7 separate regions of the Mus musculus genome follow, and regions 2, 3, 4, 5, 6 and 7 are each linked to region 1. Evidence: chromatin contacts called from public HiChIP or PLAC-seq and promoter capture Hi-C data. All regions are on one chromosome and are shown on one strand. Each heading gives the region's core, a stretch centred on a gene start, on an enhancer-like site or on the middle of the called end of the contact. The rest is flanking DNA. Distances are from core to core; before and after follow the strand shown. Region 1 holds the start of Bub1 (BUB1, mitotic checkpoint serine/threonine kinase). Region 2 holds the start of Tmem87b (transmembrane protein 87B). Region 3 holds the start of Mertk (MER proto-oncogene tyrosine kinase). Region 4 overlaps Gm36203 (a long non-coding RNA gene). Region 5 has its middle 3.4 kb from the start of Gm39928. Region 6 overlaps Gm39928 (a long non-coding RNA gene). Region 7 has its middle 4.0 kb from the start of Gm36154.

Region 1 (3,668 bases), core at 587-3,086:
GGTGTGATAGCCCCAGTAATTCAATTCGGAGTTTCCAGAGACTGTTGGCTTGAGTCCAAATCTAACATTGTCCCAAAGGAAGAGCCCATGATGACAATGCTCCCAGAGGACTTTGCTTCCCTTACTTCCATAGTACCTAACCACAGCTTAAGAAGTCAGGCAAACAAATCAGGGCCCAATGACCTCAGATGCTAGTGGGATAAACAAACACAAACATAAAAATAGTACCATGTTTCGTTAACTATTAAATAGAAAAGGGGGGCAAACTAAAGGAGTAAGAGTGGGCATATGTTATACTTAAGGACTTGTTAGCTAGCTACCACAGGCATGTTAGGGAAATCATACAGGCTGACAGAACTTGAGCAGAAAGAGTCAAATAAAGTGTGAAGAGAAGAGGTGGCAAGCTCTATCTGCATTTTAAATGTCTTCTTTGTTCCTTCACAAAAAGGAGCAGGGCTGGAACCATAAACAGTAATGAGTTCAGAAGTTACAGCAAGTAAGGGTGAGAATAGTATGTGTACAACTTTGGAGAGAGGATACATGGCAATTAACTGTATTCTCAGTATGCATCAAGTTGAGAAACAACCATAGGTTTTTAAACTGAGAAATGATAAGATTAGGAGAAAAAGAATTTAAAAGTAGTATTTTGGTAGATGACCAGAAAACTATATCTCAAAATATATTTCACTGGCAAACTGAAATGATCATTCAGAGAAACTGCAATGGTTTTCTCATAATTTAGTAGAGATTTTAGCAATTTATTTTTAAGTCAACGATTCTCACTTTTTCACTTTGGATTCATTTTGGATTCTTTTTAGCATGTTTGAAATGTCAGCACTACTTCTGTGTTTAGAAGTTCTTATTTAGCAAAATAAGAAATACAAATATTTGTCCAAGATAAACAAACATTGAATAGCCCCACACCAACCACACCTCCTGGGAAAATGGCTTAAACATCAAATCATTAAAATAAATTAGTCTTTAAAAATCAAAATACCTAGCTTCTATTTTAGAACGGGGAGGGGAAATCCTTAGTCGATCTGATCAAAAATTAAATTGCTTAACGCCAACAGATTTTGGATATCTTACTCTTAGAATACCTAAAGAACTGATGAAAATAAAATTGTATTTCTTGTAACATCCGATTTAACAGTTTTAAATGGCTTAACATCACAGGCTGAGTAAGTCACCTAAGCGCCCGCCCCCAGACCCCAAAACAAAAACAAATAACCAATCAGTGCCTGCAGGAAGCCTCAAATGACTTAATAGCAAGCATTCCCCCCCCCCCATAAAGTTCAGCTTTAATTTTTTTCTTACGTATCAGGCAATCGAGAAATAATAAATTCTTTCCTTAGTTGGGTGGCATTTTTATCAGACTTTGAAATTTTCTCCAAAAATCTCCACCACCACACAAGTTTGGGTTTTGAAGGCGGGGCGTCCCTCGCGTCTAGAGGAAGTTCCCCATGGAGAAGATACGTGACTTCAGAAGGTTCCGCAGACTGCCCAAATCCTCGGCACAAAACGGTAGCCGGCTGCAGCTTGCACGTCTACTCGAGTGACCCGGGGGCTACCGCCTTGGCTGAGGCCTGGTGCAGCGAACCCGCTGAGGAAGCGGCGCTGAGGAGAAAGCGCGCCTGAGGGACCCGGACTCTAACCGTCCCGACCGGCCCACCTCACCGCACCTGACCGACACTTACCGAAAGACATTTTCTAGGTTGTCCATGACGAGAAAAAACGCGCAGCGGCGAAATACCCCACCAGCCGCCGACCAAACTCCCCATCAGCCCCTAACCCCGAGTCTCGAAGGCCGCCGGCGATTCGAATTCCCCGCGCAGCCGCACTTGTGATGTCGAACGTGGGCAGCGCGCCTGACTATTGGTCTCCGCTGCGGGAGAGCTGGCCAATCGCTGCGGCCGTTGCTGGGAGACAAAGTCCCGCCTCCGTCCCCGCCCCCTCCGTCCCTAGCCCGCAGTTCTTTTCATTTGCCTTTTAGTGAGTCCTATGCTAGGTGCTGACTGAGCTAAGGTTTGTTTCCATTCTAGTGAGACACTAGCCATGTTTTGGCATAGAGTTATTATTATTACTTTTTAAAAAACGGTATAAATGGCAACTGGCTTACAGTATTACACTACCAGGCCGAACGTGACGATTCTGTGACTGAAACCCCTTTGAGTCCTCTTGGGTCTTGAGAGTCACTCACGAATTTTTGTCCTCTTTGCTTAACAGAAATGGCATAGCTGGTGAGCTGGCTCGGTGAATAAAAGCATCCACAAGGTGGAAGGAAAGAAAACCAACTTCCTCAAGTTGTCCTCTGATCTCCACATGCATGCCGTGGCACATACTCATATAACAAATGAGGAAACCACAATCATTATGTCTGGTTCACGAATGAAGACAAATAGCCATGTATATGTGTGTGTGTGTGTGTGTGTGTGTGTGTGTGTGTGTGTCCATCCAGAGTTTTATGGGATCCCATGCCTTTGGCCTCTGCCACACTTGGTTCACATAAAGGCACACCCACACGTATTTGTAAAATATTCATAGTAATTTTAAAGAGTCCGGAAGTCCAAGAATAAATATTTAACATGTTCATGTGCCCTGAGAGTGAGTTGAGAAATAATCTAGTCTTCCCTGCTTCTTGAGTTTTAATAACTTCCCACTTTGCCTCTCTAGGGTCACTTGACCAAAGCAAGTAGAACATAAAAGACTCATGCGATTACTACCTTCCTGTTTCTAAAGGTCCTGGGAGTTTTTCAGCTCCTTCAAGTTGATAAAAAAGATATTGCAGCTTCTGGACAGATAGACATTTTCTAACCTAGAGAAAAGAATTATGAGTGATTTCCCATTTGATTTCCTAGAATCATCTAACTAGAGGAACATTCCTGACATGTCTTTATAGCTGCACACGAAAATATTGTCTGTGGCCATGATATTGGCAGAATTGGTAAACACCACTAGAGGGAGTTCCAGGTTCTTGCATTCCTCGTAGATAGTAGCAAGCAAAGTAGATTAAGAATACACTTCCAATGTTTGGCTGCTAACATCTGCCTCTATTTGTAAGGCTCTGGCAAGGCCTCTCAGGAGACAGACATATCAGGCTCCTTTCAGCATGCACTTCTTGGCATCCACAATAGTATCTGGGTTTGATAATTGTATATGGGATAAATTCCCAGGTGGGACAGTCTCTGGGTGGCCTTTCCTTTAGGCTCTGCTCTACACTTTATCTCCATATTTGCTCCTATGAGTATTTTGTTCTCCAAGAAGGACCGAAGCACCCACTCTTTGGTCTTCCTTCTTGAGCTTCATGTGGTCTGTGAATTGAATCCTGGTTATTTTAGGGCTTGTATCCACTTATCAGTGAGTGCATACCATGTGTTTTCTTTTGCGGTTGGGTTACCTCACTCAGCATGATATTTTCTAGTTCTATCCATTTGCCTTAGAACTTCATAAATTCATCGGTTTTTGTTGTTGTTGTTGTTTGTTTGTTTGTTGTTTTTTTCGAGACAAGGTTTCTCTGTTAGTCTTGGCTGTCCTGGAACTCACTCTGTAGACCAGGCTGACCTCGAACTCAGAGATCTGCCTGCCTCTTCCTCCCAAGTGCTGGGATTAAAGGCGTGCACCACCACGCCTGGCAAATTCATCATTTTTAATAGTTGAGTAGTACTCCA
Region 2 (3,668 bases), core at 854-3,353, 990 kb after region 1:
AAATCTCTAAAATATAAGGATTAAAAAAAAGCTATAGGCTTTTTAAATTAAAAATATGTTTTAGATTTACTTATTTATGTGTATGAGTATTTGGCCTGTATGTGTTGTGGACCAGTGAGATCAGAAGAGGGCAACAGATGCCCTGGGACTGGAGCAGAGGTTGTGAGTTGCCATATGGGTACTGGGAATGGAACCCGAGTCCTCTGCAGGAGTGGCCAGTGTCTCCAGACTCTTTTATATCTACACCCCAGGATGTGACCAGTGTCCCCTGTTCCATTAGCTCTTTCTGTGGTGCTGATTGAACCAGGGTCAGGGTATATTGGGCAAATACTACATCCACCCCCTGCTGATGGCCCTTTGCTGTGTTAGGTTTGATTGATTTTACCCTGGCCCCTGGCTGAGTGTTGTGGATGGAGGAGATAACAAATACAGCCTAACTAACTCAAGGAAGCAATGCTAGTGCCACTCTTCCTTGGAAATGAAATTACCCTAGAATAAGAAGCATCTAATTAACAAAAGTAATTACTCTTTTTTTTTTTTGTGGCGGCTCGTGCCTTTATTTTATTTTATTTTTTTAAAGATTTATTTATTTATTATATGTAAGTACACTGTAGCTATCTTCAGACACTCCAGAAGAGGGCGTCAGATCTCATTATGGATGGTTGTGAGCCACCATGTGGTTGCTGGGATTTGAACTCTGGACCTTCAGAAGAGCAGTCGGGTGCTCTTAACCACTAAGCCATCTCGCCAGCCCATAATTACTCTTTTAAAATGTTAATTACATTTTACTTATGTATTGAGTGGGAAGTATTTGGGGGTTAAAGAACAACATTCCAGAGTCTGTTTCTGGGACCTTGTGGGTAGTCAGCTTTGGCAGCAAGTGCCTTTAACCTCAGGACCATCTCAATATTCCATTTGCTCTTCAATAAGGTAAACTCCCTGTTTAGTCTATTACTCGGAGATCGATACCTCTGTGAGATATTTAATGAGCCGTAAGATACAGTTCTGAATTGATTACTGGTTTAATGGTCTCTATTAAAGGTACTCCTTGTAGTGTGGAATGTTGCTAGCAGAGGAAGCTGGTGACCAGGGCGATATTAGAACTTTCTAGAGATCCATTCCTCTCGATTTTACTGTGAACTTAAATGTGCTTGAAAAATAGTTAACTATTTTAAAATAAGGAAATTAGAGGTATAAACAGTAACTCCTACTGAATCTAATCGGGACTAAAAAAACACCTTCAGGAAAGATTCAAATTCATATAAAACATCAATTTCCTAGTGCCACCTACTGGTGAGACCTGACTATTGCTCTCGAAACAATTTTTTCCCCTTAGTTGACAAGTATTTTGTTTTGCTTTTAGACAAGCTTGTGCAGCTCACGCTGGTCTCACGCTTGCTATGTGGCTATAGGCTGTCTTTGAATTCCCACGATCCTCCTACCTCCACCTCCCAAGTACTAGGATCTTCATTTCTGCAACTTGTCATTAGAGTGCCCCATTATCCTCGGGGCCCTGCTCTGCAAGCTGACCTTTCAACTGCGTTGCAGCCAGGTCTTTCCTTTCTAGTTTCCCTTAAGGCCCTGCCTCTTTTTCCTCCCCCTCCTCTCCCTGTTCTTTTCCCCGCCTCCATCTTTCTACACACAACCTTCCCCTTAAAGCAGCTTCTAGTTCCGCCCAGGTTCGGCCCTTTTAATCTTGTAGTCCCGCCTCCACACTTTGGTTCCGCCTTCCCTTCTCCCGGGAAGGCCCCGCCTCCCTACCACGCCCCGTGCCCATAGTCCCGCCCCAATTAAGGTCTTGGCCCCGCCTCCACTCCCGGCCCCACCTTCTCAGCCCCGCCTCCACCCGGCCCCACCTCCCAGGCCCCGCCCCCTCCGTGGGCGGGTTTCCCTCTGGACTCTCTTCCCTTCCCTCCACACTTCCTCGGTTCCTTCCAGGCCTGGCCCTGAAGCCCTGCTCCAGGTTTGAGCCTATTTCCTCTAACAGCGCCTATCCGCTTCAGCCCAAGACCCCCTCCGCATTCACGCCCGTGCTCTCGTTCCCCTCGTGGGCACGCCCCTTCAGGGGCGGAGCTGAGCCAGGTGCGGCCCCGGGGCGTGGCCGGGTTCCGGGAGCGCAGGTGCGGCGTCCGCGTCAAGATGGCTGCCGCCTGTCGGTCTGAGGCTGGCCTCCTTCCCAGCCTCCTCTGCCGCCGGCCCGCCGGGGCCCAGCTGCTGCGAGTTGCCCTGTGTCTCCTGTGCTGGGTCCCGGCGGCTGTGGACGCAGTCCCCGAGCTCGGGCTTTGGACGAGGACGGTCAATGACGTAAGTGCTCTGTAGGGACTGAGGCGTGGCGCTTCTTAGGCTCCAGGGCCCTGGCTGGATAGCTCCGCCTGCGGACCAGTCTGGCCTTGGGCACATTCACTAGGGCTCTCTGGGACCAGCGGTGGGTCCTCTGACGCGCTTCTTGAGCCTTTTGTCTAGAGTGGGCTCTGGGAAGGGAGCGTCCCCCTCCTCTGCCTAGGCTTCTGGGAAGAGCGGTCCCACTGTGCTTTCCTAAGACGGCTTCCCTTTCCAAATGTTGTTGCTGCTCGCGAGGCTCTCCACCCGCCTCTCACTGTCCTGACACGGTGTCTCTAGATCTTGCTTTTGTTTCTTCAGTTCAGAGCCCCAATCTCTGCATTCCCAGCGGCATCGCTGGGACCGAATACTTCGGCTAGGTTACTACTACTGGGGCCACATCCACAAGGCCACAAGGTTTGTCTAGCCTTTCTGTTAGAGCATAAATTGAGTGTGCTCTACAGTCGTGCATAAAGTCACCTCGCCTCTCTTATTTTTCTTGAGTTTCTGTATATTCCTTAGTGTTCATGACTTCTGCGCGTGTCTGTGGAACAGGGTGTTTGCTTAAGAGTGTTTAAAGGGCGAGTCTGATGGATGAAAACTTCCGTAACTGGGCAGGCCGTTAGAGAACTTGACGTCCTGTATGGTTAAGAGATGATGTGGGAAGAAGGCAGAGACCAAATTGTGCAAAGTCTTGCAAAAGAGACAGGATATCGGGAAGCGGCCTTGTCTTGAGTCCAGAGTCAGATGACTCGCCCAGATCTGCTTGGGATGTGTGGAAACAGCGTCTAAGTTCTAAAGGTGACATTTATATTTATATTCCTTCAACCAAAAGTAGTATCAGAAGGTGCACATACTTCCAAACACAAAACTGCAGAGGCTCAAGTGTAGGCTTCATTCTGTGGCCCGGCTCAGTGTATTCATTGCGTTTGAGATTCTTCTGAGTAGGTGCCCAGTATTTTTTTTTTTTTTTTTTTTTTTTTTTAGCTGTCATATGCTTTGTTCAGGCTGAGTTTATTTCCTGTGTAGCTCAGGCTGGTAGTGTCAGCAGCCTTTTTTTGCAAAAAGCAGGATGATTATTTTTTTCTTATATCAAGTTGTCAGAAATGTATCTTTTAGAACAGAGAGAATGAAACATGTCTTTGTATACTTACCACGATAGGGCCTGCCCATCTCTATGGCTGTATTTCTCATCAATAAAAAGCAATGTTTGTTGAAGCACACTTTATGGTTTCCTGCTGCTTTTTTAGTGAATGCAGTTAAGCCGGTTTCCAAACTCAAAATAAGAGCATTGTGAATCAGCTCCATGAAAACTGTTGCTTGAGCATGTACCAAAAGATCTTTGTCAA
Region 3 (3,668 bases), core at 327-2,826, 870 kb after region 1:
GTTGAACATGGTAGCACACACCTTTAATTCTATCTAGCACATGGAAGTCAGAGCAGATAGATCTCTGTGAGTTTGAGGCCAGTCTGGTTTACATAGTGAATTCCATTCCAGCTAGGGCTAAATAGTTAGACCTTGCCTTTAAAAGAAAAAAAAAAAGTGAGATTTAAGCAAGTCCTAGTGGCACACACGTGCAGTTCTAGCTACTAAGAAGGCTGGAATATTTGCACAACCAGGAATTCAAGTCCAGCCTAGGTAGCATAGCAAGACCCTGTCTGTCCTACGTAGATTTCTATTGTTGTGATGACCAAAAGCTACTTGGGAATTTATTTCAGCTTACAGTTGAAATGCATCATGAAGGAAAGTCAGAACAGGAATTCGAGGCAGGAACCTGGAGGCCAGAACTTAAGCACAAACCATAGAGGAACTGCTTACTGGCTTGCTCAGCTTGCTTTCTTATGCATCCCTGAATGACCTACCCGGGAATGGCACCATCCACAGTAAACTGGGCTCTTTCACATCAAGCACCAATCAAGGGTCTGTTTAATCCAGCGCTTCTGGTTTGATGTCCTCCTGCAGGGCTAGAGATGCAAGGAGCTTATTGTATCACAGTGCGTATGGGTCTGTCCTCAGTTTCAGTAATAAATACTTTAAATTTATCAGGGTGGTTTACTCTGGGCTCTAATGTGATCTTATCTCCAAAGAAAAACAAATCATTCTATTTCCTTTAAGAAAGCCTCATACGCCTTCCGTTTCTTTGAGATTCACAATCTGATGCCGTGGTTTGGGCCTCCCACCCTTTCCTGTAACAGCACTTTCTTCCATCCCTGTTTCAAACTCTTTCCTTACAGGATTCGGCTTAGTTCTCCCCGAGCTAACCTCTGGGGTGGAGGTTGCAAGATCTTGACGCCAGGGTCCGCTCTTGCACTCCGTTTCAGTAGCCAGGGGGAGGACCTGGCAAGCAGGGTGTGCTGCCACGGCGGCCACAGCCTCTGGAATGCAGCTGCTAGGACCTCTTATGCCAGTAGAGCCTGAACTGCAGAATCGCTGCCCCTCCAAAGCAGCTGGACCCACTAACCTTTAAAGGTCTTGGAGTTGCATCCGTCGCTCTCCACTAAATTCGGCCTCTACCCTTTCCAATCCCTTCTACCTACCCATACAGAGTGAGATTCCTCTGATGTAACCAAGTAGCCAGAGATCATCCTCCCGATTATTTTCTTTCTTAGCCCCCTCCCCTTCCTCTCCGTCTCTCGGTCCTTTTAGCTCAAGATGGTGGCCCTCCTTAGCTCTGTTCCATCTCCTCCAGCACCTCCCTTCCAGATTTCCTACACACTCAAGCCAGGGGTTAACCTGCTGGAGTTGACCCAAGTTCCATTCTGCCCCGCCCCTCCACCCTCCCTAGGGCTTGTCCTTGGATCCTCCCCTTCCCGCCCCCTCCTCCAGTTCCATCCTTCTTTGCTCTCTTTGCCCTTCCCCCTTCCCGCCCCTGTCCACTCCAACCTGCTGGCCCCTCCCGGGCCTGAGCCCTGGGCCCGCCTCTTCTAACTTAGGACTCCTGCGATCCCCAACTCCGCACTGCCACTCTGGCGCCTGCTGCCCGGGCGGCCGGGACTGAGGCGCTTCGCACGCGCCCTCGGCGACTGGCGAGTTTGGGACGTTGGTGGATACGTGCATCTGTCCGGAGAGAACTGCCAGATCCGCGGCCCCGCGATGGTTCTGGCCCCACTGCTACTGGGGCTGCTGCTGCTACCCGCGCTCTGGAGTGGAGGTGAGTGCAGGTTGCAGGGTCTCCGGGAGCTGCTACTCATTCCAGCGAGCCGTAGAGGGTTATGGGGGCTCCCTAGCCGGGTCTTGGGGTGCACGTCTTAGTAGAACCGATGGGAACCGAGAGCTTCCCATTACCACAGAGAAAGACCTCAAGCCCGGTTGGGCGCTCTGGGAGCAGCGAAGTTTGAGCCTTTAAGAAATGCAACTCAGGTCTGGCGTGGCATGCACCAAGAACTTTACCCTCAACACTGTCTAGCCTTGCCGAGCTTTGGCGGGGTTTCTGCGAATCATAGACCGAGGATTCCAAGGTAATTCCACGCCGTGAACCAATAAGTAGCTGCAAAAGTTGGATGTCACCGTTAGCGCGTGGCGTTGCTTGGAGGCTAGGTGTCCCGCCAGGGAAAGACTAGTTCTGGCTTCTCCCCTGGGCTCTGCTGAACATTGTGTTAGCCCTCCTTTGTAGGGACAGCCTGTCTGTGAGTGTAAGAAGCCTGCAAAAAGCCGAGGGGGACGATACGGTCCTTTCACTATTATTACTGTGGAGCGGAATCTTTTTTGTTTGGGTAGCACAAACAAGTGCTCAGACCACAAGTGCTCTCACAAGCGGTTCAATTTGACATGCTGGATTGATTAGCGCAAACAAGTATGGCAGGTTCCTCCAACAGATGACACTGAGGCACTTTGTAAAGAAGCTGCTGGGGGGAAAACAAAACAAGGTTTTTCCAAAAAGAAATAGACGCAGGAGGGGTTGGAAGACTACTATAAGCAAGCACATTTCAGGTATTGTTCCTTCAGGTATTGCTCCTGCCCTAAAAGATCTGTTTCTATTCGGAGTGTAATTTTGTCTCTTTGATCTTGAATCTGGTAGACTAAAGTTTGTCTTTTAAGGAAAGTTTGGTTTATGGTTTAGCTACAAACCTCATTTTTCCTCTCAAAGTTCATTTGCTCAAATGAGCTTTTTTTTCTTTTCTTTCCTTTTCTTTTCTTTTTCTTTTTTAAACAATTCTTTCCTTGCACATTAAATTACATAAGCAATTTGTAGTTTGAGGCAACGTGACAATTTGCAACAAACATCAACAGCCAAAAAACGAGCTAAGAACTGAGACCACTCTATTCTCCATTACTAAACCCTCAAAAGTTCCTCAGCCTTTCTGCCAGGACTGTTCTTAATAATCCGCTGAAAGTCGGGTATACTTTTGCTACTAGCCCTAGCAGGCCACGCGTCATTTTGGAGGCTGTGACTGTCATAAGCATGGGAAGAGTGATAGGAACCAAAGCTTTTGTTTGATATTTTTAAATCTATGCTTTATTTTCTTTTTGTTTTTGTTTGTTTGTTTGTTTGTTTGTTTTCGAGACAGGGCTTCTCCGTGTAGCCCTGGCTGTCCTGGAACTCACTCTGTAGACCAGCCTGGCCTTGAACTCAGAAATCCGCCTGCTTCTGCCTCCCAAGTGCTGGGATTAAAGGTGAGCGAGTGCCACCACTGCCCTGCTATGCTTTATTTTCTAAGTTTTGAAAACGTGTGATGAAGTTCTGTAGCTGACAGACATAGACAACCGTAGAAAGGCTTAAAATGCACGCTGAGAAAGAATGAAAGTTTCTCAATTTTTTTCTACCTGAATTGGAGCTGCTGAGAACGTGTTTCAGGAGTCCCAGTCTTTCCTCTCTGCTTGGCCCCTGATTTGGACCACGGTGTGGGGGGAGGAGGGAAAGGGGGCGACCGAGCTGTATAAGGGGCACACAGTGTCCCTAGGGAGGGTCAGATAGGGAAAGAGGATGAAGGAGAAGTTTGAAAGTGCATAAAAATGAAGCCAGTCTGGTGACTTCATCTGTGACTAAGATGTGTGAACCCTGAGAACAAACCCGGCTTTTAAAATGGTCGATTTTTTTAATTTTTGGTTTTTGG
Region 4 (3,668 bases), core at 619-3,118, 740 kb after region 1:
GGGAGACTTTCATTTCTCAGACTGCCTTGCATTCTACAGCTGCAGATGCTATTGGGCCATGCACTCCTTTGTTGTTGATACTGTTGGCGTCTTGCTATGTAGCCCAGATTGGCCCAAAGACTCTTATGACTCCGTTCCTCAGAGCTGGGATTACGGCAAGGTACCACCATCCTGACCCACGAAGCTCTGATGAGTGGTGGCTCGTTGAAGCCCAGGCCTGCGGATGCAGGGGTGAAGAGCCCTCAGGTCTGAAGGTCTGAGAATAAGTAGCCTCGAAGTGCAGACTCAGGAGAAGATACATCTCAGTTCAGGAAGAGATTGTGCACCATTCTTCCATCTGGTTTATTTGGGCCCTGGGCAGACAGGGTGATTCCTATCCCTGTTGTTGAAGGTGAATCCTCTTTGCTCAGTTACAGACTCAAATGCTAATCTCATCCAGAAACTAACTACATCCAGATACAATGTCTGCCAACTATTTGGTCCCGCCTTAGCCCAGTCAAGGTGGTATATAACATTAATCGTCTCAGGGGCTGGAGAGGCCCAGAGATGAGAGAACTTGCTCTTCTTGCAGAGGAGTTCAATTCCACAGACCCACAGCCACCTGTAGCTCCAGCTCCAGGGATCCAACAACCTTTTGTGACCTCCATGGGAATATACATATATACATACACACATATACACAAACACACACACATTCGCATGCATATATGTACACATAGACACATAAATAAAACAATAAAAAATTATTTTTAAAAATAAACATATAGAGAAAACAAGAATGTATAATACATCATATGTAATACATAATACATAAAAAGTCCCATCATAAAATGACCAGTACTCTATGATTCCATTTATATGGGGCACTTGGAATAGTCATGTTCCTAGAGATAGAGATCTGGATGGTAGTTGTTGGTGGCTGTTGAAGGCACCTCTGGTGTTTACCAAATAGTGTAATGGATGTAAGCTACAGTTCTGTATTATGTGAGAGTACTTAGCACTACTCAACTAAATACCTTTGAGTGGTGAAGGTATCTGGGATTGGTGGAATGCTTGCAATCCCAGGGCTTTAGAGATTACAAACTGGAGTTCAGCCTGGGCTACACTGCAGGGCCCTGTATACAGATAAATAACCCTGAGATGATGAGTGTCATACTCTTGTGTATTTTCCCACCGTTAACAATTGTTGTGCAAAGTTTCTGCACGCACTGAATCCTTTGTTGCCCAGTGTTCGGCAGATTCCACTTTTTGTTTGGCTGAGATGTGTCTTCAGCTACAGATCTATTTGGTGCCAATTTTAGTAATGGTAGAATGAAGTTCAAATAAACTTTCCTCTCGAGAAAGGCCTAACTCCGGCAAGTTGCCAGGACAAGAGAAGAAGCAAGCACATGCAACAGTGCGGAAGGCACCGAATCCTGCAGGCACACTCTGTAGGTGATCTTGACACCAGGATTGGAGCCGTGAGGGGAGTGGAGGAGACAGGCAGCCGTCAACCACACTATAATCCACAACATGTATTATCACTGTCTTCTGGATTATAGATGTTTCTTTCAATGAGTCAGGAAGGTTGACTGGCTGATGGATTTAAAAAAACAAACAAAAACAAAACCCTCATAGGGCTTTCCTTATATAGATTGTCCTCAGGAGACCTCTGACTGAATGTTCCCTCCTCCCTAGCTAGCAGCTGCTTCTTAGCATGTGTGTTTACAGAAATACCAGTAGTTATTGCATGTTCCTTGCCATGTGATTAAGCATTGCCATAAAGCCCTGGCTAGATTAGGGAAAGATCTTCCCTTTCTGAGACTGGAACCAAACTAGTGTCCATGACGGACAGCTTCTGCCACCTACTGGCCAATGGTAGTATCACTTGCCAAATGCCTCTACTTGCCAAGGAGAGAGAGCTAGAAAATTCAATATAGGAGGACACACTATATGGGCTTGCTCACACACGCACGCGCGCACACACACGCACACACACACTGAATCATATATTTTAGCGTTATATCACAGAGTATATACTCAGATGTTGGGTTAAGTGGAGTCTACCCCACTATTGCTGACAACTTTCATTTAGCATCTCCCTCAACTCTTAGAAACAGTGCATGAGGTAAGCTCCATTGTTCTCATTTTAGAGGTTGGAAAACTGGAGAACGGAAGTGTCCTTCTGATATGACAAGGGATCAGAAGCACCATGAATAATATATTGGAAAGAAGGCCTACAGTGAAATTACTATCTTCTCTCTCCATTTTAAATTTAATTTTGTTACTTTATGAGTTCTGCTTGATTTTCATATGTTTATCACATGCATACAGTGTCCAAGGAGTCCAAAAGGCAGTGTCAGATCCCCTGGAACTGGAGTACAGGCTGTTGTGAGCTGCCATACAGGTGCTGGGAACTTAGGAAGAGCAACCAGTGCTCTTAATGCTGAGCCATCTCTCCTGTCCCTGCTTCTCCATTTTTTTTTCAAATCAAACACACCATTGTAAAGATGTCTAGTGTGCTCTAAAGAATCCAGAAGAGCCAGCTTAAGAGTCAGAGAGATGACTCAGCAGTTAAGACCACCAGTCGCTCTTCCAGAGGATCTGGGTTCAGTTTCCGACACCCACATACAACCAATCTTCCAACCACGGTCTGGAGTTCCAGATAGTCTGATACCCTCACATAGACATGCATGCAGGCAAAATACCAAGGCAAAATACCAATGCACGCAAAATAAAATAAATAATTTTCTTTTTAAAAAAAAAAGTCCTACAGAAAATAGCAGCTAATGCTTCTGTCCAGGTTCACTCTGGCAAGGTCACCGCTTTCCAGACCTCCCACAGTGAGTGTAGCAGGTGGCTGTGTCCTCATTACTTACCTTCAGTTCATATCAACAAACACATGGCTATTTCTCCAAACAAAACAAAACAAACCTTACATCCTGAAAATTTGCCACCACTGAAGATCTTTATGCTCTGGAGTCCCTCATAGTCATTCAAGCAACAGTGCAAATATGCAAATGTGTAAAATTTCCAAGCGTGACCAGGTGAGACAGGAGTACATCCGTGGACATATATGGCTTGATTAAAAAAAAAATCAGTTTTAGACCCACAGTTGAAATTTAGAGGAAAGGGCTGGGGAGATGGCTCAGCAGGTAAGAGCACTGACTGCTCTTCTGAAGGTTCTGAGTTCTATAAATAAATCTTTGGGCCGGAGCAAGCAGGGACTGAGTGAGTGGGGTTGACTAGAGCAAGCAGAGGTCCTATACTCAATTCCCAGCAACCACATGATGGCTTACAACCATCTGTTCAGCTACAGAGTACTCACATACATAAAATACATAAATAAATCTTTTTTAAAAAGAGAAATTTAGGGAAAGAATCAGTTGTACTGGCAACCTCCCCAAAGACAGGCCCATCCCTTCAGGAAGAACATTCTAGACACTGTATCTTCTCACTTTCCTGCCTCTTTCTAGTGGGCCGTGGACAGTGATCAACAGTCGCCTGTCTTTACTGAAGGGAAAGGAATGAGACCTGCAGTTTGAGCCCACTGTTTCCCGTTGGCATAATCAACAGCACACCTCCATCTAAAAACAAGACAGCCTCCTGCTGGTGTGAGGTACAGGCTCCTCTCCTCCCATCCCCCCCCCCCCCAATCCCCTCTCCTCCCCTCCTCTACCCTTCTCACA
Region 5 (3,668 bases), core at 719-3,218, 720 kb after region 1:
TAGAAAACCGTGAAAGAAGTTGGCCCAGGGCTAGGAAGATAAGAAGTGGGAAAAGAGCCTGTGTGGTGTGATGCTGTCGGTTCCCATGGTGGAGATGGCTGGTTTATCATCCATCCCAGACAGGCAGACACCACCAGGTGTCGGTTCCTATGATGAAGACAGCTAGTTCACCATCCCAGACAGGCAGACAACACCAGGTGTCGGTTTCTATGATGAAGACGGTTAGTTCACCATCCCAGACAGGCAAGAGTCACCAGGTGTCAGTTCCCTTGATGGAGATAGCTGGTCACCATCACAGACAGGCAGAAGTTACCGGATATGTAATGACTCTGTCAATGGAGCTGAATTTCAGCTCACACTTTCTTCCTTGTATTTTCTGTGTTGGATGCATTTTTTTTTGTTTACTTTTGCCCTTATGAAAACCTTTTTTTAAAAAGTCCAAGTGTAAAACCTCTCCTCAAGGGTTCCCCATCCAGCTACAATGTGTCCAGAGCTAAAGCAAAGGAAAAGGGAGAAGGCCTCCTCTGCCCTGGGAGACCAGCGCTGTGGTTGGGAGAGATGGACAGCCTGTGTCAGGGGCCTGGCTTGCAGGGCAGAGGCTAGAGATGGATGCTACCAGTGGATCTCAAGGTTTCTGAACGTTTCTAGAAGGTAAGCTAAGCAAGAAGTTGGTTTGGGTATGTCATTTTTGTTGAACTAAAAATGGACGGCATGGCACGTCACTCTCTACTTCTTTTCTCACGAGTTAGAAAATTGCATGGTGTATGCTTGCAATGTTTTCTGGGAAGGTCTGGATGTGGTAACAGGAGTAAGGCCAGGCTCGGGCTCAGCCTCAGCCGTGGGAAGAGGCAAGGTGCACACATGACTCCCGCAACCAAAACACAGCACAAGAGGTTCTGGGAACTGAAACCACAGGTGAGTCAGCACATGGGAGAGGGAACAGGACAGGGCACGTGAGTAAATCCTCACCCCAGCCCAGCACTTAAGGAGAATGTTCAAAGCAGGAGGCGGGGGAGGGTCCCATCCCAGGTAGGAGGTGCTGGGCCAGGTCACAAGAACCCTTAGGCGAGTCCTAACCACCACTCATCCACTGGCAGGGCTGCATTGCCCAGCTCAGGCAAGCTTTAACTCAGAAGGAGCCCATTACGGCTTGAACTCAAAATGTCCCACACAGGTTCAAGTGTTTGAACACTTGATCCCCAGCTGGTAGCATTGTTCCGGAGGAAGGTTGTAGAGCCTAGGAGGTAGAGCCTTCCTGGAGGAAGTGATTCACTGGTGGGGGGACCCACTCACTTCCTGACTACTCTCTGCTACAGGGCTGCCAAGACAGTGTGGTGTGTCTCCTCAGATTCCTGTTGATGGACTGTGTCCCTTATTAAACCATGAACCACAATAAATGCTTCACTCCCAAAACTGCCTTGTCAGGTATTTTGCCAGAGCAGTAAGAAAGGTAACTACACTGGGCACAAGCTGGCTTCATTTAGGACTCTGAAATATCTGACCCCCATATAGAACCAGCCAGTGGAGGCCCCACCCCAGAAGTTCTTGCTCAACAGACAGACACATCTATCATCGATGTGTTTGTGAAGTCCAGCAACTGATCCAAATCAGTTCCCTCATAGTAAACACTGCACTTAAAGGATTTAAAGGAAATCTCTGTGTAACCAACAAGGAGAAGGGGCCCACTAAGCCTGCTTCCCTCTGAGAAGGAGAAGTAGGTCAAGGCTACGCCCTATCCAGGGATGTGAATGACTCCTGAGCCCGTCTGGTGCTGAGCTAATTCTGTAAGAATGAATTCATCTCATACCCAGCAACCTGGTAACTTGCTTCCTATTGTTATCCCTCCTGAGGAACCCTAGCTTCAGAGAGCTTTAGAACTTCAATCATGGTCAGAGCTAGAATCTGAGTGTTGGCAGCTTTTTCGGAACTTTTCACAACCCCATTGTCCTGAAATGTCTCAGGAGACTGCCACACCCTAACATCCGGGGAATTCCACAAGGGTCAGATCCCTGGGCTTAGCACAGAGTGATCCAAGCTAGGGTGGCATCTCAACAAGAGGTTTATTCATTCTAAAATGCGGGAGATGTGGCTGGGCCATGCATACTAGGAGCATTTGTAGGCTCTCTCTGCCAACATGCCAACCAAGCCTCATGCAGGTTTGGTGAAAGGCAAGAATCAACAATTTTCCAGCCATGCGACAGCTGCTTGGGGGAAGGTAGGCCATGGGATGGCAAGGGTAGGACACACTATTTCCCACTGTCTGGCCTCAACTTGCCCATAGTACAGAAGGCTAGATGCTACTTAGGTTTGGAAGATGGGGCCAAAGCAACAAGTATATGTTAAAAACCAGGGTGTCCTGGCCCCCCATCTCTGTTTTTAACCTGTATAGCCCGTGACTAGGCAGTCTCACGAAGACCTGCTAGCAGCTGTCTCCTGTGGCCCCAGCCATCTTTCTTTTTCTTTTTTCTTTTTTTTTTTTTTATTACGTATTTTCTTCAATTACATTTCCAATGCTATCCCAAAAGTCCCCCCCCCCCACTCCCCTACCCACCCATTCCCATTTTTTGGCCCTGGCATTCCCCTGTACTGGGGTATATAACGATTGCCTGACCAATGGGCCTCTCTTTCCAGTGATGGCCGACTAGGTCATCTTTTGATACATATGCAGCTAGAGTCAAGAGCTCTGGGGTACTGGTTAGTTCATAATGTTGTTCCACCTATAGGGTTGCAGTTCCCTTTAGCTCCTTGGGTACTTTCTCTAACTCCTCCATTGGGGGCCCTGTGATCCATCCAATAGTTGACTGTGAGCATCCACTTCTGTGTTTGCTAGGCCCCGGCCTAGTCTCACAAGGGACAGCTATATCACCGTCCTTGCAACAAAGGCTTGCTAGTGTATGCAATGGTGTCATCGCTTGGAGGCTAATTATGGGATGGATCCCTGGATATGGCAGTCTCTAGATGGACCATCCTTTTGTCTCAGCTCCAAACTTTGTCTCTGTAACTCCTTCCATGGGTGACCCAGCCATCTTTCAAGGCTGGCGTTGTTCCCACTTACACCCTGAGAGTTGGCAACCCTGGTGACTCCTGCTAAAGAGTCATAGCTGCAAGTCTCTAAGGAAGAAGTGTAGATGGCAGGAGACAGGCCCTTCTCCAAGATACAGGCTCTTCTTGGCCCAGGTTCACAGGCCCTTTTCAGGTTCTGTAGCCCATGCATTTTCATTGGTGGGTGTGACACTCTTGCTGGGTTCTCAGAGCAGCCATCTCTGGTTTGGTACATGAGTGTTAGGGGAAAGAGAAAGGCCATTAAGTTATGGCTCCCTTCTGGCTCTCCAGGAGAGGGAAATGAGACGCTGCAGTCACAGTGCACAGAGAGCATGAACCTGTTGCCAGCTGTGAGCTTGCTCTCAGCAGTTTTTGGTACAAGGGCCATCTTGGATGTCAGAGTCAGGCTCTCAATGGCACCCTCCTCCATAGAGCATACACTAGCCTGCTGCTAACTATATTTTATATTCATACTTCTGATTTCTTTTCTAAATTCTTTAAGTATTCAAGCGAAAGTAAGTCTTTCCAGGGGCCACATGAAAGTCTGCATAGATGTGCAAAGGCATGTGTACGCCGCAGGTGTGTTTTCCCACTACCCAGCTGTTCTAAGAGAATCCCAGCTGACT
Region 6 (3,668 bases), core at 562-3,061, 660 kb after region 1:
AAACACAAAAATGGCCAATCTACCCAATGTGTCTCCTCCAGAAGGCAGCATGTCTCTGAAAGTAGGCCCTGGGAGAAGCAACTTAGTTGAATCACAAGCAAGACAAGGGCTTCAAAATAGCAATTACATATGTGTTCAAGACTTGAAAGAGAGCATGCCTTAATGAAGACCATGAAAACACAAACAGCTAGACGAAATAATGAGAGCACTTCAAGGCACAAAGGTGGGATTTTACAAAGAAATAGAATCACTAAACAACAACAACAAGAACAAAAACAAAACAAAACAAAAACAACCTGAACTGAAATACAGCTGGAAATGAAAAACACTGAGGATGTCCAACAAAAACCTCAGAGATAAACATCAACAACTGATTAAAAGACAAGGAAGAAGGAATTTCAGGTCTTGAAGACAAGACAGAAAGAATGGAGAGTTTGGTCAAAGGAAGCGTTAAATCTAAAAAGAAAACAACATCGGGAATATCTGAGACTCTGTGATAAGAACAAAGCTGTGGACTGCAGGTACAGAGGGAGAAACCCGGGCCAAAGGCACAGAAAACGCATTTAACTGTTCACTCATACTGTGGCCCATGCTATAGCCAAATGGCTTAAACAACATCTATTTATTTTCCCACAGTTCTAAGAGACAGATATCAAAGCCCCGGGTGTCAACAAGGTTCATTCCTCCCGGAGACTGTAAGAACAAGCTGACCATGCTCCCTCCTGGCTTCTGTGTCTTGCCTGCTGGCACTTCTTGGTATTCCTAGTCCCATTAATAAGTCACCCTCATCTCAGGCTTTGTCCCCACAAAATGGTCCAAATTCTCCTTTTTATGAGGGTGCTTATCATATTCACCCCCCTCCTTATTACGTGATTATCTCTGTGAAGACTCTGCCTCCCAATTGCAAGACATCATGAGATAACAAGGTTGAGTTAACACATATTCTAGAGGCACACAATCCAGCCCCTACCATGCTACATATTGGCCCTGGGTCTAGAGAACTCAATAAAGCTTGGCTCTAAGTACTAAGCAGCTTACTGCTCCGGGAACTGGGGAGTAGCTGTGTTTGCCTCTGTGACTGTACTTGTCAACACGTAAGACACACAAGTCTCTGGAGTGAGAAGTTGTGCTAACCATGGATTCCCAACAGCACAGAGGCCAGGCCACTCAGGAAGCCACTTTTCCCTTCTACAGGGAGATAGACCTGGGTAGGGGCCAGGGCATAGGTGAGAGAGCTATCCACCCGACCCCACGAAGAAGAAAGGCAACCAGGGGAATGGCAGGACACTGTGTGGGGCCAGTGCCTGGAGAAAGGGTGGTAATTTAATGGGGATTTTAGAGGGGACACTTATGACCATGATGAGATTAAGACAATCTAGGCAGAAAGTGAACCAAGACAACAAGAAATGACAGTTACCAGATGTTAGGTTGCCCAATTGGGGATAGCCTATCCTGAGACCTACTGTGTTTCAGGGCATTGTCCCAGGACCCCGGGAGCTGCAGCACTCTGCCTGGTGTTTCCTACGGTAGAGGCAGGCCAGGACACTGATTAGAATACATACACTTCATACATGTTTCTGCTGTTAATCACTGCTGACTCTAAACTAGATGCTGTTACTGAGAAGCCTTCTTGGGATCCCAGTTGAGGTTTAATAAACACATCGAGACATCTGTACAGTTTTAGGCTGGGGCGGTCTCTCAGATAGCCTCTAACTTAACCCGACTTCTCTGACATTGTGGCTCTCCATGTGGTTCTCACAGTCTACTTCCCAGCACCTTCCGGACTCATCTCCCTCTGCATCTGCCTGCATGGGCCAACTGGCCCAGACATTCTGCACTACTTCCTCTACTTCTTGCCCCAGCTCCAACTGCCAGTTCTTTATTATGCAAAAAGCCACCTTCCTTACTCAACCAGTTGGCTTTAGGGGCTTTGGGAAACCAGGGCAGCTTGCCTTTCTTTTAAAGGCAGCTGAGGAAGTGACATTTACACATCCCACTAGCCTGGTGCTGCCAGGTCCAATTAACAACTAAAAACACAAGGACACGGTTTTTCATAGCAAGAAAATACAATATCTGTGGGTTGTCCCTACACCCTGTGATCTACGGTTCATTATGATGTATATACCTAAGATCTCAGGGCCTAGTCTCATAATCTGAAGCCTCATCTGTGAATCTGGGCAGGCAGTGATAACCTGAAAGACTTTTCGGTAGCCAGCTTTCTGACACTGCAACAAAATACCTGACATAATCAACTTGTAAAGACAAAAGGTTTTTACAAATAGCTCAGTCTTGGAGGTTCAACTCTATGGTGAGTAGGTACAATCACTATATTATAAACCTCTCATTTTTCTTGTAAAGTCTCTCTCTCTCTCTCAATTTCCCTCTCCCTCTTGCTTCCCCTCCCCTCCCTTGCCCTCCTCTCCCTTCTTTCTTTCCTACCTGTCTCCCAGGTTGCTCTATAGCCCAAACTGGTGTTAAACACACTGTCCACCCTCAGACTCAAGCTTGTAATCCCCAGCCTCCTGAGTTATGGGACTATAGTTATATGCCACTGCTCCTAAACTCTCACCATCCTGTTTGGCCTTTTCTTCTTCCTGCTTGGCCTTTTCTTCTTTCCCCAAATTCAAAGTTTCTTTATATCCTGCATACATCTGCCTGTATACCCAAGAACTGAAATTATAGACTGGGGCAGCAGAAGAGATTGTATTGAGAATGTTCTTTGGAAAACCATTTTTCTTTGCCCCAACACACACATCCACCCACGCAGAATGTTTGGGAAGCATAAATCAGTGATTAAAAGGTCATAACTTACAACTGAAAACTTACCTCTGAAAGAATGATGAGCAATGTGGAGGGATGATGGGAAGACCACAGGAGGATGGGAAGCCATCAGAACCACTATAGGGAGCAACTGAGCAACAGGTATTACACTTAAAGCTGAATAGCTGAGGTTGTGGAGATGGCTTTGTTGGTAATTTCATACCTAGGCAAGCAAAGGGACTTGTGTTTGAGTCTCAGAACCCGTGGGTGTGGGAGAGGCGCCAAGCACACACTTGTAATCTCAGTGCTGGGGAGTCAGAGACAGAACTCCTGAAGCTTGCTATCCAGGTAGTCTAGACAAATTGGTTAGCTCCAGGCTCAGCACGAGACCATCTCATGTATAAAGTGAAGAATGATTGAGGAAGACATCCAACATCAACTTCCAGTCTCCAGGTGCATGTACACACACACACACACACACACACACACACACACACACACACAGACATACACACACACACACACATACACACACACAAACACACACACATACATACACACACAAGACATATAACTGTAACAGGGAGACATCAACTTAGAAATGGCTGGGATATCAATGTTTTTTGCAGCCTTGCTTATGATAGCTAACAACCGGAAGCAATCTCAGTGTCTAACTGCAAACAATGAATAAGTAAGCTGGCCATGTCATGAACACATGTTCCCTTTCAGAGCAGGAACAGGGTCTCTCTGCTTGCCTCACCTCCACCACAGACAGAGCTATCAGCCCTGTGGGAAGCTCATTTGCACCCCAACTGTGGCATTGCAGTGTGGAACAGAGGCTAGCCAGACGACCACCGATTCAAACCTCAGCTTGGTCTTATCATGACCACTACTGTTGGTAGCTCTTC
Region 7 (3,668 bases), core at 615-3,114, 640 kb after region 1:
AGGGGGTCTCTGAAGAAAGCACAGACAGCTCCAGCTAGCAGGTGTCCAGGAAATAGCTGACAGGGAGAGACCAGGAGGGCAAGGTCACGCCACAGTTGAGGGGATTTATGTGACTCTGGTGAGCCTTTGGCTAGGTCTGAGCCTGAGTGATGGATTCTATCATGGCAATCCAAACCTGGAGATGGGGCAGGAAAGACAAAGCCCCAGGCAAGTGTTCCCTTTCATGCAGGTCACTGGAGTGAGTTTTAACCCCATGACATCATCTCAATGGTCATCACCATGGTGTCAGCATCATCTGAGTGGGAGGAGAGTGTGATGTACAAATGTACACTGGCCCCTGACTGCCTTTTCCCTCCCGTCCTCCACCTCCCTCCAAACCTGGCAGACTCCTGACTTCCATATGATCATGTTTACACCTCTGAAAAGATCTTTCAGCAACAATGAATGAGTGAAAAGAAACATTGTAAACTGGGGCCTACTGTGAATGCCGTGAAATGTCCTCCTCTGACTCCTGTACTTAAATGCCTGCTTCCTAGTGGGTGATGCCGCCTTGTGGGTGGTTTATGGAACTCTTAGGGGATGTGACAGAGTTGAAGAAATTGGGGTATATTTAGGTTAAGCATATACATGTGTACGTGTGTGTTGGGCTTTATGCTAAGATCTTAGTGTGTTTTAGCTCACTGAAACCTGCTCAGTAGACAGCTTCAGAGAAAGCTCATCCCTCATACTTTGGAGAAGATAAGTCTCAATATTTTTCTCATTTTTCAGGTGAGGAAATTGAAGCACAGAATTATGAAGCCAGGCGAAAGATATATGTGTGCATTTATAATACATGTTTAATATATATTTACAACACATATGTGTTTATAATAATATACATATGTATATATATATATACATATATTGTATTAAGGGAGGTACTAAGTCAGCTTGTGTGAAGATAGCAATAACAGCAGAATCATCCCTGAGGGGCTAGGACAGCAGTCATTCGGTTTTGAGGCTGATTGTCCATTAGTCCCACAGTAGCTGTCTCCCACTGGAGAAGCCAGCACCCAGGAATTGCTCCATCCACAAGGTTGTGTGTCTCAGCAGTGCCAACCTGGCCCTGAAAACCTGGCAGATTCCTGGACCACAGTCATCAGTGGAAGTCTAGGAGCACTGGTTCTACTGTGAGGAAAGGAATCAGCAGCCTCAGGGTAAATCATCGCTGAAGCAAGAGGGGAGGCCAAGTGAATAAGGGCAGTAAGTGGGAGAGGGTCTTCCCCAAGCCACTCACACAATCAGGGCACATCTTCAGTTCAGACAGTTCCGGGGATTCTAATTTATGGAGAGTTGACACTAAAACCAACTGTAATGGGGGGGGGGGGGCGGGGGGCAGGGTATCCTCCTCCATCATACAAAATCCCTTGCTACTGCTGTGTCATAGAGGCATCAGGACTCCATGGGACCTGCATATGGAAGGGCTTGGGAGACCTCAGAGTGGTACACGCCACAGTTGCTGTCCCTGCCACAATTTTCTCTCGCGAACTGTGCCCTCAAACTGTAAGCCAAAACAAAGCCTCTTTCCTTCAGTTACTACTGATAGGTGTTCTGTTAATAATGAGAAACTGGTATGTCTGTATCCCTAGAGGATTACATGTAACTTTTGACAATGGCTGTGGCTTAAACTGACTTTACAAACAGTCTGGAAGCCGTAGACCAGATTGGTGAGATGCTAGTGACAGTTTCAGGCCCTCTGTACCTGCATGTCTGCTGAAGAGGGAGAGGATGTGGCTTTCACCCAGGAGATGCCACACCCAGTACTGAAGTCACATGGTACTGAGTGGCTCAGAGTTCCAGGGCTCCCAACAGGAAGTCGGCCTGAGAGAGTCTGGGAAAACATGTGTGCTGTGATCCCATGTGTACTCCAAGGGAAGGGCGCTGGCTGAGCAGAAGCCCATGGGAATTTCAGAGACGTTCCAACAGCAGGCCACAGAAGAATCAGAGTGTGGGAATGTGCTGAAAGGGGCACAGCCAAGGGCGTGGCAGGGGTGGGGAGGGGAGGGGAGGAGGAATAGAACCTACTGAAAAGGCTCAGAAAGACAAAGCCGCAGGAACTAAAAAGACTCCCCACAACCCTCCAAAGCCGACCTTAGATCCCCAGACTTCAACAAAGGCCTTACTTGTAATTCATAAAAGACAAAAATACCAGTTTGGGCAGGAAGGTGTGGAAAGAGAGAGATGAAGAAAGGTGGCCAGCCTTGCACTCTCACTTCCCATCCTCATGAATTTGAACCTTCTTTAACACACACACACACACACACACACACACACACACACACACCTTTGTGGATCAGGAGCTCTGAGTACTTGAGCATGTGGCCCAGGGTCCCCCAAACTTCTTGTCTTTTGGGTGGATATTTTTTCTTTCTCCTGGCAAGCCCAGCCCATAAGCTCTGAGATCTCGGGCAATAACAGTGAGAAGAAGACTGACTGCAGACTTACAGGGGCTGGAAAGAAGCAGGGTGGACAGGCCAGTGGCTCACCTGCTCACGGGCTCCTGGGAGACCCTGACATGGTAGGAGGGAAGCTGTCCCTTCTGAGAATCTGCAAGTCTCAGACTTTCACAAGCAGCAGAGATGTCAGTAGAGCTGGGACAAGCCAATGCATAGCCCTGAGATGCAGGTGGGTTGCCAAGCAAAACACAGGCTGCTGAGTTACATTTGAATTTCAGAAAGTCCATGGTGCTGAATGAGGACAAAAACTGCATAGTTAATAACCAAAAACATTAATGTGAGGCTAGTTAGCACTGTAATCCGCGAAAGCAGACTTAAGAAATCTTTCCACACATTTGTCCGCACTGTTCCCTGACCCTTAGAGAGGGAGGGTTGCTGTACAAGTCCCATTTGTGGCTAAGTACTCACAGTAGCCTGGTCTCAGCATTTGGAATAGCTGGGAGTCTCTACATTAACCACCATCTAGAAGAACAATACTAATAGATTCTCCCCTTGGGCTAGTGACATCTCTAGCCTTGGGTTTTGACAGTGTTTAAGCTACCAGGTATAACTTTTGTGAAGCAGGCCTCAAAGCCAATGAAGAGAACATCTGTTACCTTCATAAACAGTCTTGCCGCTATTGTACCGGTAAACATGTATCGCCTGATAGGTCAATATTATAACAATCAGGGTCCAGTAAATAAGAACATTGATTGCCCTACTCCCCAACAGCCTACACAACACTTTCCAGAACTACAACACTGACCAGGAGGAAACAGTTCCTGGTCAATTTAATATCAATTTGTTTGTGTCCTATAATCAGTGAAAGGGTCTTGTTATTTAGTTATAGTGGGGAACCAAGAGCCAAGACAACTGCCTATATTCTTTGGAAGCCTGTATTCGAGCCTCCCTGATCAATCATCCATGGGGAGGTGGTAACTTGTGCCTAGGGTCCAGATTTCCATGTAAGAACCTGTGTCTTTTTGGAACAGAATTGCTCACTTATGTTTGGTACCTCTGCTCAAACTCCTTTTTAAAGAAATGTATTTTTAACTAGTTTACAAACTAGTGGTGTCTCCTAACAGTTTTTCATACACCCTTAGTTAGGATTAATCCACTCTCTGCCCCTCCTTTCCCTAACTCTGCTCCCACCCCCTCACGAGTTTAGTGACCTTTTCAGGAACCTAGCTTCTG

What was found. Promoter capture Hi-C pulls out the DNA fragments that hold promoters and counts their contacts. HiChIP or PLAC-seq counts read pairs in DNA pulled down with a chosen protein or histone mark.
Region 2: a contact with region 1 is called in an H3K27ac HiChIP or PLAC-seq map of embryonic stem cells, with 5 times the contacts expected there. The contact joins the promoter of Tmem87b here to the promoter of Bub1 in region 1. A contact is called at or near these places in 14 of 39 promoter capture datasets (the 3T3-L1 cell line, 3T3-L1-derived adipocytes, the C10 cell line and 9 more), 6 of 484 Hi-C or Micro-C datasets (bone marrow-derived macrophages, cranial neural crest, embryonic stem cells and 1 more), 4 of 115 datasets of contacts at active chromatin or transcription factors (acute myeloid leukemia, astrocytes and embryonic stem cells) and 4 of 9 other capture datasets (adipose tissue, embryonic stem cells, liver and 1 more).
Region 3: a promoter capture Hi-C map of hippocampal neurons shows a contact between it and region 1, with 4 times the contacts expected there. The contact joins the promoter of Mertk here to the promoter of Bub1 in region 1. A contact is called at or near these places in 7 of 39 promoter capture datasets (the 3T3-L1 cell line, cranial neural crest, embryonic stem cells and 4 more), 1 of 484 Hi-C or Micro-C datasets (CD4 T cells), 1 of 115 datasets of contacts at active chromatin or transcription factors (embryonic limb bud) and 3 of 9 other capture datasets (embryonic tail, embryonic trunk and macrophages).
Region 4: a contact with region 1 is called in an H3K4me3 HiChIP or PLAC-seq map of bone marrow-derived macrophages, with 22 times the contacts expected there. The contact joins the enhancer-like site here to the promoter of Bub1 in region 1. A contact is called at or near these places in 1 of 39 promoter capture datasets (embryonic stem cells), 4 of 15 datasets of contacts at CTCF or cohesin (the NIH/3T3 cell line, large pre-B cells, pro-B cells and 1 more), 18 of 484 Hi-C or Micro-C datasets (the AtT-20 cell line, B cells, CD8 T cells and 13 more), 18 of 115 datasets of contacts at active chromatin or transcription factors (the 230-238 cell line, the SCID.adh cell line, astrocytes and 8 more) and 3 of 9 other capture datasets (adipose tissue, embryonic stem cells and macrophages).
Region 5: an H3K4me3 HiChIP or PLAC-seq map of bone marrow-derived macrophages shows a contact between it and region 1, with 3 times the contacts expected there. The contact joins the enhancer-like site here to the promoter of Bub1 in region 1. A contact is called at or near these places in 15 of 39 promoter capture datasets (the 3T3-L1 cell line, 3T3-L1-derived adipocytes, the C10 cell line and 9 more), 3 of 484 Hi-C or Micro-C datasets (bone marrow-derived macrophages, gonadal supporting cells and large pre-B cells) and 11 of 115 datasets of contacts at active chromatin or transcription factors (the 230-238 cell line, T-cell acute lymphoblastic leukemia, acute myeloid leukemia and 4 more).
Region 6: a contact with region 1 is called in an H3K4me3 HiChIP or PLAC-seq map of bone marrow-derived macrophages, with 5 times the contacts expected there. The contact joins the enhancer-like site here to the promoter of Bub1 in region 1. A contact is called at or near these places in 11 of 39 promoter capture datasets (the 3T3-L1 cell line, 3T3-L1-derived adipocytes, the HPC-7 cell line and 6 more), 1 of 484 Hi-C or Micro-C datasets (bone marrow-derived macrophages), 3 of 115 datasets of contacts at active chromatin or transcription factors (bone marrow-derived macrophages, embryonic stem cells and stem cell-derived neural progenitor cells) and 4 of 9 other capture datasets (adipose tissue, embryonic stem cells, liver and 1 more).
Region 7: a contact with region 1 is called in an H3K27ac HiChIP or PLAC-seq map of acute myeloid leukemia, with 8 times the contacts expected there. The contact joins the enhancer-like site here to the promoter of Bub1 in region 1. A contact is called at or near these places in 2 of 39 promoter capture datasets (both in embryonic stem cells), 2 of 15 datasets of contacts at CTCF or cohesin (the NIH/3T3 cell line and large pre-B cells), 1 of 484 Hi-C or Micro-C datasets (bone marrow-derived macrophages), 8 of 115 datasets of contacts at active chromatin or transcription factors (the 230-238 cell line, acute myeloid leukemia, bone marrow-derived macrophages and 4 more) and 2 of 9 other capture datasets (embryonic stem cells and liver).

What each region holds. Positions count from the first base shown.
Region 1 is chr2:127,830,023-127,833,690 of GRCm38.p6, forward strand. Bub1 (BUB1, mitotic checkpoint serine/threonine kinase) reads right to left here and starts at 1,837. Exons shown (of 25, transcript NM_009772.2): 1 at 1,698-1,837. The coding sequence starts at 1,723.
Region 2 is chr2:128,816,200-128,819,867 of GRCm38.p6, forward strand. Tmem87b (transmembrane protein 87B) reads left to right here and starts at 2,104. Exons shown (of 19, transcript NM_001355629.1): 1 at 2,104-2,304. The coding sequence starts at 2,140.
Region 3 is chr2:128,697,339-128,701,006 of GRCm38.p6, forward strand. Mertk (MER proto-oncogene tyrosine kinase) reads left to right here and starts at 1,577. Exons shown (of 19, transcript NM_008587.2): 1 at 1,577-1,765. The coding sequence starts at 1,708. Gm39931 (a long non-coding RNA gene) reads right to left here and starts at 1,164. Exons shown (of 5, transcript XR_001783466.2): 1 at 1,076-1,164; 2 at 477-578.
Region 4 is chr2:128,571,568-128,575,235 of GRCm38.p6, forward strand. Gm36203 (a long non-coding RNA gene) reads right to left here. Exons shown (of 9, transcript XR_866725.3): 7 at 2,914-3,059; 8 at 1-217. Among named protein-coding and RNA genes, the nearest start is that of Gm36203, 19 kb to the right of the region's middle. Within about 2 kb of position 1,869, at least 34 of the 459 cell types and tissues checked have an H3K27ac peak or open chromatin away from gene starts, as enhancers often do. A contact at or near this core is called in the SCID.adh cell line and bone marrow-derived macrophages, where this site is marked.
Region 5 is chr2:128,551,318-128,554,985 of GRCm38.p6, forward strand. No RefSeq gene overlaps it. Among named protein-coding and RNA genes, the nearest start is that of Gm39928, 3.4 kb to the left of the region's middle. Within about 2 kb of position 1,969, at least 26 of the 459 cell types and tissues checked have an H3K27ac peak or open chromatin away from gene starts, as enhancers often do. A contact at or near this core is called in bone marrow-derived macrophages, where this site is marked.
Region 6 is chr2:128,492,215-128,495,882 of GRCm38.p6, forward strand. All of the region lies in intron 2 of Gm39928 (a long non-coding RNA gene), which reads right to left. Among named protein-coding and RNA genes, the nearest start is that of Gm36154, 28 kb to the left of the region's middle. Within about 2 kb of position 1,812, at least 27 of the 459 cell types and tissues checked have an H3K27ac peak or open chromatin away from gene starts, as enhancers often do. A contact at or near this core is called in bone marrow-derived macrophages and hematopoietic stem and progenitor cells, where this site is marked.
Region 7 is chr2:128,468,692-128,472,359 of GRCm38.p6, forward strand. No RefSeq gene overlaps it. Among named protein-coding and RNA genes, the nearest start is that of Gm36154, 4.0 kb to the left of the region's middle. Within about 2 kb of position 1,865, at least 85 of the 459 cell types and tissues checked have an H3K27ac peak or open chromatin away from gene starts, as enhancers often do. A contact at or near this core is called in the NIH/3T3 cell line and acute myeloid leukemia, where this site is marked.